3 separate regions of the Mus musculus genome follow, and all the other regions are linked to region 3. Evidence: chromatin contacts called from public Hi-C and HiChIP or PLAC-seq data. All regions are on one chromosome and are shown on one strand. The core of a region is the stretch at or near the end of the contact, and the rest is flanking DNA. Distances in the headings are between cores, read along the strand shown.

Region 1 (3,080 bases), core at 430-2,929, 280 kb after region 3:
CTAAATCTTAGAGGGTGGGGGGACCCACATTTTGAACACCCACCTCTGGCTGATCCTCCAGCAAAACCAGTCTGGCTGGTTGCAATGTATTATTAGAAAGCCCACGTGCCTGACCTTGGAACAACAGAGACACTTGTTTCCCATCCTGGAGAACCTAAGCTTGGGTGGTAGAGGAGGAAAGCCATGGCGGGAACAGGAGCAAGCTCCTCAGAGGGTTCTCAGAGAGTGGGTTTAAAGCTGCCCCACCCCTTATGTATATAGCTTCAGGGCTATGAAGAGCCTTTACAAGGGGTAATGAGATTCAAGACGCCAACAAAGTACCTAGTATGCTGGTGCTTTCAAAATGCTAGCTCCTGACACGGGTGCTTCCGACTGCCATCCAGACAGGCTGAGGCTTCTGGACAAAGATGATTGACACCTGTTGCTCCTCAGGGCGTTGGCCCAGCACAGTGAGGGAGGGGTGCTGTCCAGAGCCCCTCTCTGCTGATCCTGCAGAGCCTCTGCCCCGCCTCTTGCTGAACATGAGTGAGGGAGGTGGAGTTCTCTTTTAAGGGAGGAATTTTCTAGGCTGTGTGGGAAGTGATGTTCTTTACAGACTTTTCATTGTTAATCACTCTCCTTTCTGCCACCTCACCCTCCTTTTCTTTTCTTAACTGGAAGAGGCACATGAAATTGGAAGACTGGGTCTTCAAACAACCCCTAGAACCAGCATGTGTGTCTTCCTAAAAACTGTTAATGAGTTAGGACTGACACTGAAATCATCATCTATTTCCTAGTGGGGGAGAAGGAGATTGGAGGATGGGCCAGGCCGCCACCACCACCACCACCACCATCACCATCAACAACAACAACTACAACAACAAAATCCTTTCATTTTCCATCTCTTTTCAATCAGAAAGGTAAATGATGTCCTAACGGGGAACCTGGAGTATAGCTGAGGAACAGTAGGCGGCAGGTGGGCATGCGTCTTTTTATTGTATTTTATTTTAATTTGTCTAGTGGGTTATGTAGCAATAACCATCAGGGTGTCCTTTCTGGGCTCTCCTGGGAAAATGAGGGACCCCCACCTTGCAGCCGAGATTGGGCTGGAGCTGGGTGTTAGTGTGAGACTGCAGAGACAGTATGCCCACAGGAAAGTGTTGAAACACGTCTGTCTGTCTGCCTGCCTGCTCACCACCAGCCCTGCTCTCCATCCAACCTCTGCAGCTCCATGAACTGGGTTTACTGTGCCTGAACATCTCAGCTGAGTCCTCAGTGTGGAACACACAGTTTTCAGTCCACAGCTGCCTTAGTAGGGATGAGTCTTTCATAAGAAAGAAATCACCTACCAGAACCTTCCCTGAGTCTGGGCAGTTGCTCAGGGCTGCTAAAGTTGCTTATTAACCTCTTCCTCTCCCAGTGCTGGACCGGATAAAGTGCAAGTGTGACCCTGTAGCACAGCCCACAGGTTCTTAGCACCTCCCAAAGACCCCACCCCTGTTCTCAATTTAGGGAGAGAGAGAGAGAGAGAGAGAGAGAGAGAGAGAGAGAGAGAGAGAGAGGATTACCTCCAAAAGATGATCTGCCCCAAGGAAGCCATGGAGAGGGAGTTCCTTCCCACAGTCCTGCTGTGTGTGGGGCCAGATTTTGGTGAGTGGAGCTGCCTGCCTGCTGCTGCCCTCCTGGGTGTTGTGACTCACATCGGGTTCCTTTGTGCTGTCTTTAAATAGTGCAGGCTGGGAGGGGTGCATGTAGCTGTGGACGGCTCAGGTATGAGGAAATAGCTCCGTGAAGCCAAGGCCCAGGGATGCCTTTCTAGGCCCTGACCTGTGAAAGGGTGAGGAGAAGTTTCCCAGTCTCTACCTCGGGGCTTGAATTCATACAGGTCGCTATCTTTCAATTGCACAAGGCCACAAGGAGGATCTAAACTCACTGTCTGAGGAATTCCAGGAAGCTGCAGGGTTGGTAGAAATGCTGATCCCTGCTGGTGTTGACCTCAGACCTTGGCTGGGTCACCCGTGATAGAGTTTCTCTCTCATGCATCTGATCCCTGCTGGTGCTGACCTGAGACAGCAGACTAGGTTGTGCCCCCCCCCCCCATGCCTCCCCTAGAATCATTCTCTACGTTCAATTTCTGCTGGTGTACTCACAGAGAGGCCATGAGCTGAAGCTACAAGAACCCTGGTGTGCCCTGGTGTTGAAGAACTCTGACAAAGCTAAGTGAGGAGATCTGATTTCCTTTCAGGGAGAGGGTGAGGGGACCTGTCCCTACTCCCATTTCTTAATGCTGCTTTGAGGTTCCAGAGATGTTGAGAATATATTGCACAGAAAATTATTCAAGGTGAGTGGATAGCATTCTGAATTTCATGGCAAGGCAGCTCTCTCTCTCTCTCTCTCTCTCTCTCTCTCTCTCTCTCTCCCTCCCTCCCTCCCTCCCTCCCTCCCTCCCTCCCTCCCTCCCTCCCTCCTGTCTTTGAAATGGGTCTCACACTGTAGCCCTGGCTGGCTGGCTTGAAACTTACTAGTTTCACAATTGTAGCCCAGGCTACCTCATACTTCTATCAATCCTCCTGCCTCAGCCCCTGAGCACTGGGATCACAACCTAGGATGCTTTGAAAAGAATAAAGCTTGCTTCCTGCGTACCTCTTCTACCCTTGGAAGGGGAATGAATGCCTTTGATGATTAGGTAACTTTCCCAGGCCTTCTATGGCCAACCCAGAATGGGTCAGGGACTTTGGGAACCAGCAGAGAGTGGAGCTGAGAAGGAGAGAAGACTGAGTGGCAAGAGGAGAAAACTTCAGAAGAGAGGACTGAGCTTGGCAGTCAAGCACAGGGAGGTTGATTTCCTGGGTGGTCTCAAGAACACTTTGCCTTTCTCTAAAGCAGGGGTTCTCAGCCTTCCTAATGCTATGACCTTTTAATACTGTTCCTTGTATTGTGCTGACCCCAACCACACAATTATTTTCATTGCTACTTCATAACTGTAATTTTGCTACTGTTATGAATCCCGATGTAAATACCTGATATGCAGGCTGTCTGATACATGGCCCCTCCTAGGGGTTATGATGGCAGGTTGAGAACCAGTGCTCTGAAGCGTCCCT
Region 2 (2,851 bases), core at 300-2,799, 350 kb before region 3:
GGGGGCACCTGTGTCACAGCTCCAGGGCTGCACTCTTAACTGGTAGGTGTAGAGTTGTGATACATTTCAGCATGTGGCAAAAGTGTCTTGAGAAAGTTTTTTTTTATCATTTATACAAAAAAACATAATTTAGGTTGGGTGAGGGCATGCATAGAAAAGCTACAGCGTGTAAAACTTGAATCTGGTACATCAGTGCCAAGAGCAAAACTCCAGGCCACCCACTGAGCACAGTCCCACAGCAGGAGGTGGCTGCTTCAGTGAGGGGTAGGAGGCCATCAGACTCCAGAAAATGTAAACAGCGTATTGTCAACATAATTTACTACAGGTCTCTGCAGTGTATATAAAACGTCTTTGTGCAGTGGCTTACAAATAGCTTCTCCTTTAAAAAAAAAAAAAGAAACAAACCAACAGTTCTCTACTTCATGCACGGATAGTCTTCTTACCCCATCTCTGTCTTCAACATGAACGCAGAGACACCATTGTTGGAAACAAATATGAAGACTTGCTACAGAAACACACCGATGAGAGAGGGTGTGGTCATATAGTGTCCTGGGACAGGCCTAGCACAGTGGAGATGCTCATAAATGTGACACTGGAGAGGACAGATGTCAGGAGTCTCTCTTGAGTACTCTGATCTCGGAGGACAAAAGCCTCAACAGACAATATGCAGTGAAGCCTTCTAGCCACTTGAGGGCGCCATCACCATTTATCCGACAACACATGTCCATAGACCCAGCCACAGAGAGGTCCTGAGGGTTTTGGATTTTTCTTTTTCTTTTCTGTTTTTTTGTTTTTGTTTTGTTTTGTTTTGTTTTCATAGAAAGCTCAGAGTTTAAACTTTGATTGCATACCCCAGCCCTGCAGAAAATACACGCAAAAAACGGTTGTTAAAATACTGACATAGATTTCTTTGCTCCTTGCAAACGTCCTGCGGTTGCTTTGCATATTTACTTGAGTCTTCTGCTGCTACAGAGCTGATCTGAAATCTTAATCCAGGCCAGCCCTCTGGCGTCAATCTTCCCTCATTGACTCAGCCTAAAACTCAGGAGTCAGCAACTACCCACCAAGAGCCCACACCCATGAATCGAAGGAACAGAACAAAAGACATTCTTTCTTCGTGACTGAGCCAATTTGGTCCCTCTGATGTGTTCGTGCAGCAAAAATGAGAATCAGCAGGGCAGGCACAGGAGGATTAAGGTGGCGCTGCCTGGACACTTCTCAGAGAACAAGAGGGCCAGGAAGGATTGTCAGGCTGCATCTTGCCTCCTGCCCTCTCTGCTCAGCACACGGCCCACACCTAGCAGACTCCTCGGAAGGATCCATAACAGCCTGGCCCAATGACCTGGAAGTCCTGCAGCCTTTGTGTTGTCTGTTTATTCTCAGGACAAGGCTTTGCAGAAATCACTCCTTAAATTTACTTCCACAATCCTGGGTACCTTTTGCCAAGGGGCTCTCTCTTGGGACTCAGGATGCAAATTCCCCAGAGAAGATGTGGCCACTGAAGGATGGGGAAGAGAGGGGTCACGAGACCCTCAGAGTGACAAAAGGGAGGATTTACAATTGATGAGGCTCCAGGGCAGCTAAGCATCTGGCTTAACAGAGTGGAGGCAGTGGAGTTCAGATTTGGGGGCTGAAAATTAAAAGCCACCAGTACAACCAAACAACATAAACATACACGCGCGCACGCACACACACACACACACACACTCTAACAAAGGAAAGTGACAGCTCCTGTTCTGAGTTGTCTGCTGAAAGCAGGGGGACAACAAGAATGGCAAAGGGCTGTGCCTGGTCCTATCCGAGGACAATATCTCCATGGCACTGAGATTCGGGAAGAGCTGCGATGGATAAGGATGCCCTCACCGTCTCCGAGGAAAGGCTCACTGGAAGGAAGACAGAGGGAAGCACTCCTCCAACCTCTCAACCAGGCTCTAAGACGCCCTCCCACGCTCCACTCTGCTAAGCTCAGTGTAGCAGCTCAGCACACTCCACTGGGCCTGTGCACAGGGGCCACTTTGGCCATAATGCTCCCTCCACTCAGGGCAGCCCCTTCAGGCTTCACTAGACATGTCCCCTTGAAAATTTGGCAAAGCACCTACAGAAGAAAGCTACCTGCCCAGGGGTAAGTCAAGAGACCAAGCTTGCCAAAGCCAAGCCAACAACCACCCGTCCCCCCCTCATCCCCAGTCATTGCCTTTGATCAGGGCAACCCTCAGAAACTGGGTGCCGCCTGGAGCCCTTGACCCTTCCTTCAGGTTGGCTCGTTTATTATTATTTTTTTTTTTTTCTTTTTTGGCAATGATGGGACTGAGCCTTTTTGCCTCCCTGACGGACTGGTTGGCTGGCCACCATCTGCTCCTAATAGGGTCCTGCAGGGTTTCTTCTGCACATGTGCAGTCAGTCCTTTGAAGCGAAATTCAATGCTTTCATCTTGACTATAAAGTGGTTCCAACAACTCCGGCTGAAGGAAGAGATAAGATACAAATTGGGCCCACGCTACACATATTTTTCAAGTCTTGCTAAGAAAGTAAAAAAAAAAAAAAAAAAAAAAAGAAAAAAAAAGAAAAAATGTTTGGGTATATTTTGATCCACGGGTGGCATTTTCAAATGTGCAAAAACAAAAATGTCTTGGAAGAGAATCCTTGTTACTATGAAGGCGTCTTCCTCTTGCTTATCAGTTGTGAGAGAAACTCTTCCACAACATTATGGGATCCAAAAGGAGAGGACCCAAGGGGCTTAAAAGAGTACATTACACAGCACAGGAAACCCCATAGCACCGATCTGAGAACATGAGTTAGATTGGCGAGTAGATGCGGCACCTGGAGCTACGCACTAAGTTACCAAAACCAAA
Region 3 (2,929 bases), core at 380-2,879:
GACAGAAATTAAAAGAAAAAAAATATTGAGGGGGAAATATACTCAACACCAAAGTTACCATACCATTTTATCTCTGTTTAATTGTTACCACTTTGTGACAGTAAGTAAACCTCCATTGTTGAACCACCAGGAATTTGTTTATTTTGGTCTTTTGAAACAGGGTCTCCTGTAGCCCAAGCCGGCCTTGATCTCTGTTTGAAGCCAGGGACGGATGACCTTGAGCCCATCCTGCCTCTACCTACAGAGTGCAGTGGAGGTCACCACGCCTGGCTGGGAATACAATTTTAGGAGTCTCTTTCGGAAGGGTTCACACCTGGCCAGTCAGTCGCATGTCAGTTGGCAGAAACGAGAAACGCTTGTGGAAATCAGAACAAGCTTAATGTTCTGCACCAGAGAAGGCAGTTTCCCCAGGAACATCTGTGATTTGTTTTACATATATTAATGAAAGGCCCGGGCGACGGAGGGGGTCACTGGATACCAGTGAGCCTTTCTGAATGTCTGATTCATCCTTGGGACGTTTTAAACAAGGAACGCTGATTTTCCCCCCAGAGCTGTGGAGTCTTTTGTATTCAAATCCAAAGCACAAAACTCTATTGTGGGAGGAAAAAGAGTCTTTAATGGAAACCCAGTTGTGTCCACTTAAAGCAATGAATATAGTCTCAGGCGGCAGACATACCATTTGAAGCACTACGGCTAATAATAGATGGTGTGGGTTTTCTTTTCTTTTCTTTTCTTTTTTTTCTTTTCTTTTATGGGTACCTTAGTTGGAAGTTGTTCTAATTAGTACCACAGGGACCCTGGAGAGGAGGGAGGTGGGCCAGGAAGGAGGCAGGCCCACCCAACTACAGGGTGGTGGGTTAGAGAGCCTTGTTGAATTTGATGCTTGGCTGAGAGTCCCTTGCCAACTCTCCCAAGCACATCAGGCCTCTGGACCATGAGGGGGTGGGAATTCACTGCCTTTGAAGCTCTTTCATTCCTATCTGTGTAATTATTTTTAGCAAGGGCTAAGCAGGTGGCTGGTGGCATGCTTAGCTGGAGACCAGAGGGTGTACGTGTGGGTTGCTGGCTGCGAGACACTCGTGGGGATTCCACCGCGAAGGAATGCCGGGCGTCCCGGGATAGGGCCCAAAAGATGAGGTTTCCAGACAAGTCTTCCAGGCCAACTTTTAAAGGTCGGAGGAAAGTTTTTCGAGGGCTGGGGGCCCGAGGGGAAGGCTGAGTGGGCTCGGGCGTCTCCTCCCCTTTAAGCGGGTGGCCCCAGCGCCTCCTCCGTTACCTGGAGCGGGGAGGGGCTTGGGAAAGTTTGTGTTTGTTGCTGGCAAAGCGCCGGGTGGGAGGCGCGGGCGGGCGGACGCCACGGCTCTTCCCTTTTGCTTTCGGGAGGCGGTCCGGGTTGCTGCGCCCTGGGATCGGCGAGGCCGGCTCCGGGGCCCGGCGGCTGGCGGAGGGCGGGAGAGGAGGAGGAGGAGGGCCGCGACGAGCCAGGTGCGCACGTCCGCGCCGGCGCTGGGCTCGCTCGGCCAGCGGGGAGAGCGGAGCAGGCGCGCGGCCCGGCGGAGCAGCCGACTCTGGAGCAGCCGGAGCTGGAGGAGGAGGAGGAGGAGCGGCGGCGGGGAAGGAGGAGGAGGCGGAGAGTCGCTCCCGCCGGCCGAGCATGGGGCGCCCGGCGCCGAGGCCGCTGCTGCTGGCGCTCCTGTCGCTGGGTGAGTGCGCGTGGGGCGCGGCGGGGCGCGGTGGGGCGCTGGGTCCCGGGGGGGCGCGGCTGCCGCTCGGGGCCTGGGGCACCCGGGGCGCCCGGGGCGGCTCCCGGGAGACCGGGATCCGGAGCGCCGGGCCGCCGGCCGGGCGGGGAGCGATGTGGGGCCGATCTGAGCCCGGTGCACATCCTCCTGGGCCCGCGCTCCCAGTAGCCGGAGCCGCCCGGCCTGACCGAGCCGGGTCCTCACGTGTGCCGGGGGAGTGGCTCGTGGCCGGTTCTCCCACAGCGCTCTCTACCTGTTGGCCACCGTGAGCCGGGCTCACCTTGAACTCCCGGCCCCGGAAGGTGCGGGCGGCCCCGGCCCGCGTACCCGGCTGGGCGGAAATGTGAGCCTTTGCTGTGTCCCGCCATAGCCGAGGCCGGTCGGGATCGCTCTTCATTCGCTAGCCCATGCTGAGTTGCTTTTCCAGGGAAGCAAGAGAATCCAACTTCCTTCCACGAAGGTCACTGGGTAGCCCAGCGTTACTGTGACAGTCTTGTACCATCCCTGCCATCTAGCCAAATCTGCCTCAGTGTTGCCTTCCAGCGTCTCCTGAAGCTAGCTAGGCTCGGATTTATACACAAAGACCCGAGAGCCCAGCTTTTCCAACTTTTCTACCTGTTACTTCCCTCGTTACTGCCCCCTTCTCCTTTACCCTCTGGAAACCCTTGGTGTCTCTCAGTGGTTTGGCCCAGTATCCCCTCACCCACCTAAGGAATCTTTCCTGGGCTCCCCCCCCCTCCATTTTCCATTCACTCCTTACACAGACACCATCTTCACATAGATACACAGGGTGATCTTAACCAGCCACTTGATGTATTTATTTAATGCCTGCCTTGGTTCAGGAAGGCAGATCCCCAAGTGTGGTTATATGCGTGGTTCCCTGTGACCAGTGGCATCTAGGACAAGCAGAATTCCAGACCCAGCCCTGGGTTCCCTTCCAAGCCCCTGCAGACGATGTATCTCAAGCTTTCCCAGAGCACGTGGTGTGTGTTGCCTATCCCAGCCTGGCCTCAGCTGCACAGGGGCTAAATGACTGCACTTCTGATGGTGTGAGGATCCCCGTGGGGACCTCCTGCCACCACTCCCCTTCTGCTGGCATTAGGACTTTACTGTCCCAGCTCCCCATGAGTCCTGGCTGCCTGTGAACTAGCCTTTCTGGCTGCTACTGTGATACTTCACCTCCGAGG

The links. Hi-C and Micro-C count contacts between places; a contact is called where the count stands out from the background. HiChIP or PLAC-seq counts read pairs in DNA pulled down with a chosen protein or histone mark.
Region 1: a contact with region 3 is called in a FOXA1 HiChIP or PLAC-seq map of pancreatic cancer cells. The contact joins the promoter of Vtcn1 here to the promoter of Ptgfrn in region 3. A contact is called at or near these places in 1 of 39 promoter capture datasets (hippocampal neurons), 1 of 115 datasets of contacts at active chromatin or transcription factors (pancreatic cancer cells) and 1 of 9 other capture datasets (pancreatic islet).
Region 2: a Hi-C map of adipose-derived mesenchymal stem cells shows a contact between it and region 3, with 2.3 times the contacts expected there. The contact joins the enhancer-like site here to the promoter of Ptgfrn in region 3. A contact is called at or near these places in 5 of 39 promoter capture datasets (the 3T3-L1 cell line, the C10 cell line, cranial neural crest and 2 more), 4 of 484 Hi-C or Micro-C datasets (the HPC-7 cell line, adipose-derived mesenchymal stem cells, embryonic fibroblasts and 1 more) and 1 of 115 datasets of contacts at active chromatin or transcription factors (astrocytes).

The regions. Positions count from the first base shown.
Region 1 is chr3:100,824,058-100,827,137 of GRCm38.p6, reverse strand. Vtcn1 (V-set domain containing T cell activation inhibitor 1) reads right to left here and starts at 1,679. Exons shown (of 6, transcript NM_178594.3): 1 at 1,548-1,679. The coding sequence starts at 1,579. It overlaps Gm32720 (a long non-coding RNA gene), which reads left to right and starts at 570. Exons shown (of 3, transcript XR_375902.2): 1 at 570-899; 2 at 2,132-2,320.
Region 2 is chr3:101,460,294-101,463,144 of GRCm38.p6, reverse strand. Igsf3 (immunoglobulin superfamily, member 3) reads right to left here. Exons shown (of 11, transcript NM_207205.2): 11 at 85-2,851. Among named protein-coding and RNA genes, the nearest start is that of Gm40109, 46 kb to the left of the region's middle. Within about 2 kb of position 1,549, at least 58 of the 459 cell types and tissues checked have an H3K27ac peak or open chromatin away from gene starts, as enhancers often do. A contact at or near this core is called in adipose-derived mesenchymal stem cells, astrocytes, embryonic fibroblasts and 1 more, where this site is marked.
Region 3 is chr3:101,108,866-101,111,794 of GRCm38.p6, reverse strand. It overlaps Ptgfrn (prostaglandin F2 receptor negative regulator), which reads left to right and starts at 1,629. Exons shown (of 9, transcript NM_011197.3): 1 at 1,629-1,703. The coding sequence starts at 1,655. Gm52612 reads right to left here and starts at 2,829. Exons shown (of 1, transcript XM_030252967.1): 1 at 55-2,829. The coding sequence starts at 1,885. The coding sequence ends at 1,244.